Linked DNA regions of Sus scrofa: regions 1, 2 and 3 are each linked to region 4. A link is a contact called in public HiChIP or PLAC-seq data. All regions are on one chromosome and are shown on one strand. The core of a region is the stretch at or near the end of the contact, and the rest is flanking DNA. Distances in the headings are between cores, read along the strand shown. Region 1 has its middle 12 kb from the start of NFKBIZ. Region 2 overlaps NXPE3 (NXPE family member 3). Region 3 has its middle 80 kb from the start of NFKBIZ. Region 4 has its middle 220 kb from the start of ZPLD1.

Region 1 (2,700 bases), core at 57-2,556, 360 kb after region 4:
CATGGCGTTGGAGGATAAACACACATAAGAGACTAGACACACTTTGAGAGCAATCTGCACTTAGTCCTCGGGGAAACGTGCCATTCATGTGACATTTCTGAGTCGACACAGACTCCAAGAGTGGAGTGAGGGGACTGAGAAGATAAAGTGAAACCAGACTTGGTGTATAGCTAAAGATGAAGTCTTTTGGGTTTAAGTTATAAACTCCATGTGAATGATAAAATGTTTACACATTGAGGTATAAAATATACTGAGAAAATATAAATTAAAAAGGAAGCTATGGGAGTTCGCGTCATGGCACAGCAGAAACAAATCCAACTAGGAGCCATGAGGTTGCAGGTTCGATCCCCGGCCTTGCTTAGTGGGTTAAGGATCCGGCATTGCCATGAGCTGTGGTGTAGGTCACAGACACGACTCGGATCCTGCGTTGCTGTGGCTGTGGTGTATGTCGGCAGCTGTAGCTCTAATTGGACCCCTGGCCTGGGAACCTCCATGTGCCGTGGGTGCGGCCCTAAAAGGACAAAAGACAAAAAAAAAAATTTTTTTTAAAAGGAAGCTATGAATTAAATTCAGGTATTTATTGAACATTTACTATGTGTCAGACACTGTGCTAGGTGAGGAGCCTCTGATGAAGAAAAACATGGTCACTCCTCTCCTCTCAAGGACAAATCCAGGGCACTAGCAGGACAACCAAAAACCCGAGTGTCTGGTTATAATGAATGTAAGATCTTGTCCCTTAGCCTGACCTCAGAACGATCAACAAGAACTTAGCCAGTGGCTGAAGTTGATTTCTCCCTGGAGTCACGTTCAATACGGAACTGGTATTATCAAAAGATGAGAAAGTCAGTGGTACTGAGTTTAAGAAGGTGACATTTACTAAAGGTTAGAAGAATTTGAGGAAATTCTCCACTCCTGATTAAGTAAAAATTTAGAAATGATATTGTTACTTATTTGATTAACAAATGGAGCTGGAAGATATGGTCTCTGACACTTGAGGAAATTCCTTAGTGAAACATCACACTACAGGTATTAGAATTAATCCTTTCCACAGGATTAACTCTAATTTTTTTTTAAGAGTGCAACAATGCCATTTTTCATTAACATATCATTGACATCATTGTTAAATTACATAGCTGAGTTAAGTTCAGAATTATGATCATTAACTCATTAGTACTTTACAGTATATCTCTGGCTCAAAACATCACTTCCACACAAAACCAATGACCCCAACCAGGACTGACATACATTCATCCACTCAGTATCCTCTAAGTTGCTACTGCATGCCAAGCACTCTGCTTGGCCCTTGAGCCCATAGTCTTGGCTTCTGGGCGGTCATTCTTTAGGAAATATTCCAACAATAACCACCCTCTCTGCCCATATGGCAGATATTCACCAATTACAGCACCCTCTTCTGCCAAAGCCCCTAAACTGCCTGAAGATCTTTCCCAATACACCACTCATGAGAATATTTCCAGTTATAGGTAGAACACAAGATGAAACTTATTGGCCATCCAAATATTAACCAAGCTACAGTGAGTCACTTGTGGTTCCCCCAAAATACTATTGCCTTGATTCATGTTTTCTGTTTCATTCACCTCCCTCTCCCCTTGTAGGAACATTCAAATCAGCTCTTCTGAAGATACAACTCAAAATGCTCCACCTTGAAGTCTCCTTAGTTCTCCACATTCAGATGTAAAGTCTTCTTCTCCATCTTTATGTTTCTTCCTCTTTTTTCTAATCAAATACATGCCATGCTTCCCATGTATATAACTTAAGGGTAAGAAATATGCCTTTCATGTCTTTAAATGCCACATATTATCTATCAGAAAGCTTTGCGTGCACGAACCCGCAATCACATGCTTACTAAGCACTGGTCCAGTTAATTAATTATGAGAGAACTTGGGATGAAGAATATGTAAGTTCACTCGGGAAAAAGCTCATAGTATAGATACATTTAATGGAGGTTCATTATTTCTACTGTTCTGGTTATCAGGTTGCATTTGCAATATGTTACTCTTGAGACTTCATTTATACGAAAGAAGAAAAATGATGTACAGAAATAGAGCTACAGTAGATTCTTAACCTGTTAGTCATGGGCCCCTGGTGGCAGTGTAGCCCCTGACATTGTAAACAGCATTTGTGTGTATGTGCATAGGTGCAATTTTGCCAGGGAGAAGATTTACAGCTTTCATCAGATTCCCAAAAGGGGTTACAAGAACTAGAATATACGTGCTGTAAATGACTAATGTTGACAGATGTTTATGTGTTTGTTCTAACTCATCAAAATGGCATGTTGGGGAAAGAAGGGACCCCATTTACTGATGTTCCCAGGTTTACATCTCTCAGGATGTTCCTGGGAATCCCAAACTATTTTTCCTATGTTCACTGCTCCCACAAGAGAAAGTATGAAAAATACAGTCATAAACATAATGACTTAGCTTTTTTGGCACATAAACATCTAAATGATCAACAATGTATTTTAAACTTCCATATTTTCAGAATCTAATAAATCTCTAATGAACTTGGCAAACGAGTTTTTTGATGGTAGGTCTTACATAACTTCAGGAAATATGTTCTCAAAAGAATCCCTAATAAATAAATAATGGCTAATTGCAAGGTTTTAAATTAGTAACTAATAGGGCTTTTCAACCTTGGGAAATATAAATAAGGGACTAGGAAAAGAAAATGCACATCCTTAAG
Region 2 (2,700 bases), core at 59-2,558, 430 kb after region 4:
TACAGGCAAGCAGTGGGAGTTCCCGTGGTGGCTCAGTGGTAACAAACCCAACCAGGATCCATAAGGACACAGGTTCAATCCCTGGACTTGCTCAGTGGATTAAGGATCCGGCATTGCAGTGAGTTGTGGTGTAGGTCACGGACACGGCTCAGATCCCGCATTGCTCTGGCTGGGGTGTAAGCCAGCAGCTATGACTCCGATTCGACCCCTAGCCTGGGAACCTCCATGTGTCACAGGTACAGCCCTAAAAAGCAAAAAAATAAAAATAAAAATAAGAAGAAGATATAGGTAAGCAGTGAAGTGCTAGTATTTTGGTCCCAGAGAGGCTTTCCAGGGTAGAGAGGGAAAGGAAATAGGATGCATAATCACAGTGCAGAGGAGCTCAGAATATCTCACTGCACCAACACTCCCTGCAGTTCTGTGTTGGACCTGGCAAGCCCCCTCTTCCCCCGCCCTCTACTCTTCTGGTCTAACCCATTCCCATACCACAAGTCTCCTACCACAAGAACATACAACAACCCTCTTCACCACAGCTTCATAAAGGAGACAAGGGTAAGCTATTCCAATATGCTTTTCCTCCTCAGAACACCTTAGCACTTTTTCACTTCTCAGCCAATCTCTATATTTGTAGTGTAGTTATTTTCCCAACTACACTACCAAGTAAGACCATATTTTTTAAAAACTCAGAAACTATAGAGTTCTTGCTATGGCTCAATGGGTTAAGGATCTGACTGCAATGGCTCAGGTTGCTGCAGAGGCAAGGGTTCAATCCCTGGCCCAGTGCAGTGAGTTAACAGCTCCAGCACTGCCACAACTGCAGTATAGGTCCCAGCTGCAGCTTGGACTCAATCCCTGGTCTGGGACTTTCCATATCAGGTACAGCCATTACAAAATAAAAAATCAGAAACTATACATCAGAGAAAAGCAACTTAATGATAACAATGTATCATACTTTTTTGATTTCCTTAGTACTTAGCTCTTTACATGATATACGTTGATTCAACAATACATATAACAAATAATTATGGAGGCCTACCCTGTACCACACACCATACTAAGTGCCAGAAATTCCCCTGGCAAAGCTTACACTCATATTAGGCAAGAGGTATTTCCCTTCTAAATTAAAAAGGAATAAATCCCCCACTCCTGGACACCTATACAGGGATGCCAGGTACTGTGAAAGACTGCACTAAACCATTTCATGGCCCCCAACACCACCCCTCTCCAAGAGCCAGGTATCTACCCACCCTGAAGTGCCTATACATTCTAGGAAGGAAATGGCTGTGAAATAGAGGAAATAACTCTATACCAGAGCCCCAGCTGCTCCTCTGTAGAAATCCTTCTTAAGGAGTTGGCCAAGAATCAGACACTTCCTGATAGCCAGAGAGAAAACCAAAGATGATACTCTACAGGAATCCGGCTGCACCATGGTAGGCACAGTCCATGTACTATGTGAATGTCAGCAGTTCAGAGGATGTCAGTGTGGCTCAGAGCTGGCCAGCTGCATAACAGCAATGGTCAGTGGTGCAGAAGGATGGCAAGGGCTGCAGACCTCAGAGCTAAAGGCACGAAAGAGCTACAGGCAGCTGCAATTACTTAAGAAGCCCCTCACAGCCAGGGACTTCTGCTGAAAACCATTATGGAGGGTCATGCCAGCAAAAGCTCTGACTTGCTGCTACAAGCAGGTGGAACACTGAGAATGAGAGATTCATCCTTCTACCCAAGCACATAGAGCCTAAGGGGCACTAAACAGACCCCTCCAAAAAAGCATGTACTAAAACACTGATAGGTGTCACCTCTGAGCACTTTTTGTTTTCCTCTTTCATTTTCACCAGGAAACAAAAATCACAAATATGAAGAATAAAGCTGCTCTCAAAAAGTAATAAAGATAAGCCGTAAGGATAAACAAGGCATTAAATCAGATATGAGAAAACGGAGTTTCCGTTGTGGCTCAGTGGAAACAAATCTGACTAGCACCCATGAGGACACAGGTTCGATTCCTGGCCTCAATCAGTGGGTTAAGGATCCAGCATTGCCATAAGCTGTGCTGTAGGTCGAAGAAGCAACTCTGATCTGGCGTTCTGTGGCTGTGACGTAGGCTGGTGGCTACAGCTCCGATTCGACCCTTAGCCTAGGAACCTCCATATGCTGCAGGTGCAGCCCCCAAAAGATTAAAAAAAAAAAAAAAGATATGAGAAAAAAATTAAAATGAAAGGTTTAAAAGTGAAAGAAGAAATCTGCAACCTGATTTCTAGTTTTTTCCTACAAATATAAAACCTAGGCCTCAAAACAAGAAATCTATCTGCAAAGAGAGCAGGAAAATATGATTTGGTATCTCAAATTGCCTTAGAATTGAGTTAGAACAATATTGCTAGACAGAGGAGTTCCCGTCATGGCTCAGCAGTTAATGAACCATGAGGATGAGGGTTCAATCCCTGGACTTGCTCAGTGGGTTAAGGATCTGGTGCTGCCATGAGCTGTGATGTAGGTTGCAGACATGGCTCACATCCTGTGTTCCTGTGTCATAGGCCAGCGGCTTCAGCTCCGATTGGACCCTTAGCCTGGAAACCTCCATATGCCACAGGTGCAGCCCTAAAAAGACAAAAGACAAAAAAAAAATATAGATAGATAGATAGATAGATAGATAAAGATGACTCTAAAAAAAAAGTTTCCCAGATCAACCAAAAAATAAAAACATAT
Region 3 (3,012 bases), core at 364-2,863, 290 kb after region 4:
TTTATTCCATCTTTTCCAGAACCTAAACTGTTATTCTCTAAAAAGTACAGGTGTCTCCCTTGGACTGTATGGTCAGAATTTGGACAATGAAGATAGCCTTTTTGGTTGTCAGAAATGAACTAACTCTGTGCTCTGTGTTCTTTGGAGAAGGCATTCAAGATATTTACTTCTGTAAAATATGGGAAAGTATGTACTAATCTCAATGTTGATTTTCTTTTTTTTTTTTTTTGGTCTTGTCATTTTAGAGCTGCACCCAAGGCATATGGAGGTTCCCAAGCTAGGGGTCAAATTGGAGCTGTAGTCACCAGCCTACAGCAGAGCCACAGCAATGCCAAATCCAAGCTGCATCTGTGACCTACACCACAGCTCACTGCAACACCAGATCCTGAACCCACTGAGTGAAGCCAGAGACTGAACCCACAACCTCATGGTTCCTAGTCGGATTCGTTTCCGCTGTGCCATGATGGGAACTCCTCAATGTTGATTTTCAAATGTTGTCAATTACATGGTAATTCTGATTGGTCTACAAGTAACAAATACCATTTCTTAGCAAAAGTTTGTGTCTTACATGGATTATCAACAGAAAATTTAAAATAAACTTAGTTACCAGAGCTACTTCCCTAGCCCTTTCCATTCTCACATTTAATCACTAAGAGCTCACATTCATTGATCTGGCACCCCCATATTGGGTGTGTGATGTACATGAATGTATCATTTAACCCTCATAATAGCCTTATAGTGCATTGTTATTATTATTTCCATTTTGCAAATAAGTAACTGAGTATTAAGGAACCTCTCTAAATTCTCGAAGCTAATAATGGTAGAACCAGCCTCAGTCCTGGTCTGACTTAAAAGCTTACGCATCTAAAGACTAAATTCTACCACCTTGCAGTTCAGTTGCATATCTTGTTATATACAATTTTTTTCCTTCTTCTCTAATTTCTTTGAACATCCTCCCTAATTATCTAATAACTCTACTTTCTGCTTCCCTCCTCACCACAGGAATCTAGTATCCTTGGAAGAAAATCTAGAACATTGTACCTCTTCAAAATATATGGAAGTGAATTTAAACAAATTAAGATCAACTTTAAAATAATTAATGTTATTCATTTTTTCATCACATCTGCTTTGTTTCTACTACATTTTCTACATTCACCACACCTTCTCCCCTATTGGTTTCAAGAGAACATCCAAGTTTGGGAATGAGAGTGCTGTTGTGAAAATAACCTTGTAAAACACCCTCTGTAGATAGGACTGTGCTTAAAGTCAAGTGTGTGGATGCACTAAAGAGTCTCATTGACAATTACCCAGGAAGACCTGAGCTAAAGATTTCACTCCCTTAGAGCTGTTCACTTGTTCACTCAAAAGCCATTCATAGACTACCTTCTGTTTGCTTTAATCCAATTTGTGCCCTTAACAAGTTCTCAGTGGAGAAGACAGACAGGTATCCTACAGTTGTGGAACAGCCTGGTAATGCCAGACCAGAGGTGGAGAGGATGGCCAAACAACAGTTTGACACTTTTTTCATCATTAATTATATGTATTTCAAACTAACTTCCCAATATGGGCTCATTTCCTTTTTGCATCAACATGAAGCCTCAGATGAAACCACACAGTGTATTTCATTTCAAAACGAAACTCATGACACAGCTAAGTAGTGAGTCATCCTCAGAAGCCATAAAATTTCAATCCCAGTGTTTTAAAAACTGTCTGAGTCTTTTCCATCATTAAGCTGCATGATGTATTTCTTGACCTGAACTTCTTTATCACCCATTTTGATTCAGGTGATGACTATCAAAAGAGTTCATTTCTGTGTTACAATGATAAAATCTACAACTCTCCACACCAAAAATGAATTTGGAACAGAGGGGATAAAGTGGAAAAACTATTTTCCTTCCAGACCTAGAGAATGGAGGGAGGAAATCAAAGATTTGATTATAATTTTTCCACAGAGACAATCTTCACTGTCTAAACCTGCATTACTATTTTCACTTTATTGGGTACCCTTCAGAATTTTATACATTAACAAAAGGCTGTGCCTTTTCACTTTGGAAAGTCATTCAATGAAAAAAAGAAAAAAAAAAAGGACATCTTACAATGACGAGCAGAAAGAGCAAGCCCCAGGTCAACAATATAGTCCTGTCCTGAGGAAGATGCCTCCCAAGCCATGGGTGATGTCACAGCTGCTTGTCTATTTCCCATCCTTCTCTTGAAAAAAACAAATAAAAACCTCAGTGATTTCACAGGGTAGAACAGAGGTCAGTGTGAACCAATCCACCAAGAAGCTCCTTAAGATGGTATTAGCCTAGCTCTTACACAGCAAAGCCAATCCATGTCATGCAAAAGGAGAGGGAGACTAAAGTATATATCAGGAATGCAGAAACAAATTCACCTTTACCTCAACTATTAGATGATTTTCAAAGAGCATTCTTGGGTATCCCAGAGCAGATGAAGCCTTATATGTGATGGTGCATTATCTCAACCTCCTACCTTAACCACCTCCCAGTTGTGTACATGCATTCCCATTTCAGGGCTGCCACACCAAGGTTACATGAAGAAGGCACAGACACATGAGTCAGAAACTATAAAACCCTCACAGAGGCCAGCCCAAGGCTGAAGAGCACAGGCAAACCACGTGATGATTTCCAAGAGCACTGACATGCACCAAGACAACAAGTTTCATCAGTGCAGTGCTCACTGGGAAAATCCTAATGAATCACCACCTACATGACAAACAAGGAAATAGACAGCCCATATCCAGCCTCGTTACTCTGGGTAATGGAGAGGGGACAATAAACTAGAAAGCAGTGCCTGGATTTCACAATACCTGTGAGTTTGGTTTTAGTAAAAATCAAGGCTCTTCCTAAAAACTTATCAGCTAGAAAGATAGGTGATCCACAGAACCACTTCCATGGTGACATATCTTCCTCTATCAGCCTTGCCATTTTTAGTGAACACTCAGATCAAATCCTGCTCCTTCCTTTTCTCTTCACAATGGAGTCTTCCTCCAGG
Region 4 (2,877 bases), core at 68-2,567:
TAAGAACAGGCCTTTTAATGGGTAGAATTCCAAAAGTAGAATTGTAATCATACAGAGAGTAATTTGAGGGAGAGGATGTTTGACAGAATCTTCAAAACCATCCCCAGAGAGCTGACACCATAGGCCAATGACAAAGGCTGGCCTTGCTTCCCATCAATGGCTAAGGCGTTCTCTATTTAAACATCATTTATTGAGCATTCACTGCTTGGAGGCTCTGTATGAGAACCCAAGGTCAGTTTCCTGCACTTGAGAAACACACTCAACTGAGTTCCTGAACAAGGTACTCTGAGTGTGCCTCCCTAATGCATGGGATAGCAACTTGAGGGCCTAAGGATTTCTCCCTGCAGAACACCCCAGAGATACAGTCTACAGTATAACTACAGACTTATATATCCAACTGCCTGCTCAGAATCTCTAAATGGCCAGCAGATATCGCAAATGCAACATGTATAAAACTTTTTTTTTTTTCTTTTTGTCTTATGTCTTTTTAGGGCCGCACCCATGGCATGTGGAGTTTCCCAGGCTAGGGGTCAAATCGTAGCTTTAGCCACCAGCCTGTACCACAGCCACGCCAGATCCAAGCCACATCTGCAACTTACACCACTGCTCACAGCAACATAGGATCCTTAACCCACTGAGCAAAGTCAGGGATCAAACTCATGTCCTCATGGACAACTTTTGAAATTCCAATATTCTGTCCCAAATCTGCTCCCTCACTTTCCACTGTCCCCTGTACATCTCATTCACTTCCATTCTTCCTGTTCTCCAAGCTCAAACTCTTGGAGCAACATTTACCTCCTTTCTTTCTCTCACATTCTATGTCAAAGCTGTTAGGAAATGATGGTGGCTCTATCCTCAAAACATATCCTCTACTGCTACGTCTGCACCACCATCGTCTCTTACCTAGATACTGACTTTTATCCTTTTAAAATGTGTCAGATTTTGCCGTATTTCCATTTCACTCTGGTTGGAAGCCCAATTCCAGAAAATGGCCAATATGCTTATGTTCTGCTTCCCTCCTTTCCTGTCTTCTCTTACCATTTGCACCATCTCCACAGCACGGACCTACAGAAGGGGGTCATCCTCCATTTTCCTCTATCTCCTGTTACAGCAATAAATGACAGCAACAGGGACAGCAATAAATGACAGGAGGTTCTGAGAGTCATGCTGAGGGGAGGGCTGCACAGGGTCCTGAACTGACCGCCGACCTAGGGCTTCAGATTATGCAGAACTTCCAGATAGCTCTGTTGTATGAGGACAAGGAGATATTTCCTAGTGGCTGTCATAAATAACACTAGAGGGAGACAAATCCTAAAGCCTCAGGGACTTCTGAACTGCCAACATACTGATGCACTAACACTCTGGATCACAGCCTTGACCACCTTGTCCCCAGCTCCTTCTCCAAGGAATCACCATTATGGTACATCTGCCTTAAAGCTGCCACAACAAGTACACAACAAAAATTCTCTTTGACATTCATTGTCTTGGTAAGGAGAAATACCGCCTTCTATATACCTAGCACATGCCAGTTTACAGAGTGACTCAGAAAATTTGTTCTTCTGTCCTGAGAGGTAAAATGTTATTATACATATTCTCATACATCAGAGTTTTTTTTAATTTTTAATTGAAGTACAATTGATTTACAATATCATGTTAGGTTCAGGTATACAGCACAGTGATTCAGTGTTTTATATATATATATATATATATATATATATATATATATACACATACATATATATATAATATACATAACATATATGTATTATATATAGATATACTTTTTCAGTCTTTTCCATTATAGGTTATTAAAAATATTGAGTATAGTTCCCTGTGCTGTACAGTTGGTCCTTGTTGGTTATCTATTTGACATATAGTAGTGTGTATATATTAATTCCAAACTCCTAATTTATCCCTCCCCCAGACTTCCCTTTTGGTGACCTTAAGTTTGTTTTCCATGTCTGTGAGTCTGTGAGTCTCTTTATGTTTTGTAAGTTCATTTGTATGTGTACATGTGTTCATTTGTATGTGTTAATATGTATATTAGATTCCACATATATATTTGTCTTTTTCTGTTTAGCTTTCTTCACTTAGTATGATAATCTCTAGGTTCATCTGCAAATGGTATTAATCTCACTCTTTTTTATGGCTAAGTATATGTGCATATATATCACAACAAGCTTTTAAGAGTTGGTAGAAAATCATGTAGATTTTCTTCAACACCTACCTTGTAAGATGTAGCACTGGATGAGATGCCTAGCACTTCCTAACCCACACCTCTTTTTCTCTGCCATCCATACTTTGCATATGATAAAAGTAAAAGTCAAATATGTTAGGTGACTCTTTTAGTTCCAGAAAGTATGCAAGTGGAGGAGCAGGGTCTCAGAATGATTGGGAGGTTTTGTTTTTTGGTTTTTTGGTTTTGGCCACACCTGAAGCATGCAGAAGTTCTTGGCCCAGAAATCAATCCTGTGCCACAGCTGCAGCCCAAGCCATAGCAGTGACAATGCCAGATCTTTAACCCACTATGCCACCAGGGAACTCCCTCATTTTTCAACCCTCATTCCAGGAAACTGCTTAGCAGCACCCAACATGATTGACCCCCTATTGTTTTCTCAGGGTTTCCACTGCACTACACCCTTAATTTTTCTACTGTCTGTGATCTCTTCTTATTCTCCTCAAGGAGTTACAATTGGCCAGTCTTAGTTCTTTTTCTTTTTTTTCAGAAAAAAAACACCATATTTATTGCAGTATCCATGTGTTTCTAAATTATTTAATTTATGTAAAGCTGTGCTATGATTTTTAATATTTTAATCTATTAAAAAATAAAGGCAGAATTCAAATAATATACAGACAAAACATTCATTCAGAAAAACG

Evidence for each region. HiChIP or PLAC-seq counts read pairs in DNA pulled down with a chosen protein or histone mark.
Region 1: a contact with region 4 is called in an H3K27ac HiChIP or PLAC-seq map of alveolar macrophages. The contact joins two enhancer-like sites. A contact is called at or near these places in 3 of 47 Hi-C or Micro-C datasets (embryonic fibroblasts and fibroblasts) and 1 of 2 datasets of contacts at active chromatin or transcription factors (alveolar macrophages).
Region 2: an H3K27ac HiChIP or PLAC-seq map of alveolar macrophages shows a contact between it and region 4. The contact joins two enhancer-like sites. A contact is called at or near these places in 1 of 5 promoter capture datasets (fetal liver) and 1 of 2 datasets of contacts at active chromatin or transcription factors (alveolar macrophages).
Region 3: an H3K27ac HiChIP or PLAC-seq map of alveolar macrophages shows a contact between it and region 4. The contact joins two enhancer-like sites. A contact is called at or near these places in 4 of 47 Hi-C or Micro-C datasets (adipocytes, embryonic fibroblasts and skeletal muscle) and 1 of 2 datasets of contacts at active chromatin or transcription factors (alveolar macrophages).

Annotation. Positions count from the first base shown.
Region 1 is chr13:157,258,720-157,261,419 of Sscrofa11.1, forward strand. It overlaps a transcript of NFKBIZ not described here. Among named protein-coding and RNA genes, the nearest start is that of NFKBIZ, 12 kb to the right of the region's middle. Within about 2 kb of position 1,307, at least 5 of the 83 cell types and tissues checked have an H3K27ac peak or open chromatin away from gene starts, as enhancers often do. A contact at or near this core is called in alveolar macrophages, where this site is marked.
Region 2 is chr13:157,331,668-157,334,367 of Sscrofa11.1, forward strand. The region is part of intron 2 of NXPE3 (NXPE family member 3); the gene reads right to left. Among named protein-coding and RNA genes, the nearest start is that of NXPE3, 4.9 kb to the right of the region's middle. Within about 2 kb of position 1,309, at least 2 of the 83 cell types and tissues checked have an H3K27ac peak or open chromatin away from gene starts, as enhancers often do. A contact at or near this core is called in alveolar macrophages, where this site is marked.
Region 3 is chr13:157,191,173-157,194,184 of Sscrofa11.1, forward strand. No RefSeq gene overlaps it. Among named protein-coding and RNA genes, the nearest start is that of NFKBIZ, 80 kb to the right of the region's middle. Within about 2 kb of position 1,614, at least 18 of the 83 cell types and tissues checked have an H3K27ac peak or open chromatin away from gene starts, as enhancers often do. A contact at or near this core is called in alveolar macrophages, where this site is marked.
Region 4 is chr13:156,899,949-156,902,825 of Sscrofa11.1, forward strand. No RefSeq gene overlaps it. Among named protein-coding and RNA genes, the nearest start is that of ZPLD1, 220 kb to the left of the region's middle. Within about 2 kb of position 1,318, at least 6 of the 83 cell types and tissues checked have an H3K27ac peak or open chromatin away from gene starts, as enhancers often do. A contact at or near this core is called in alveolar macrophages, where this site is marked.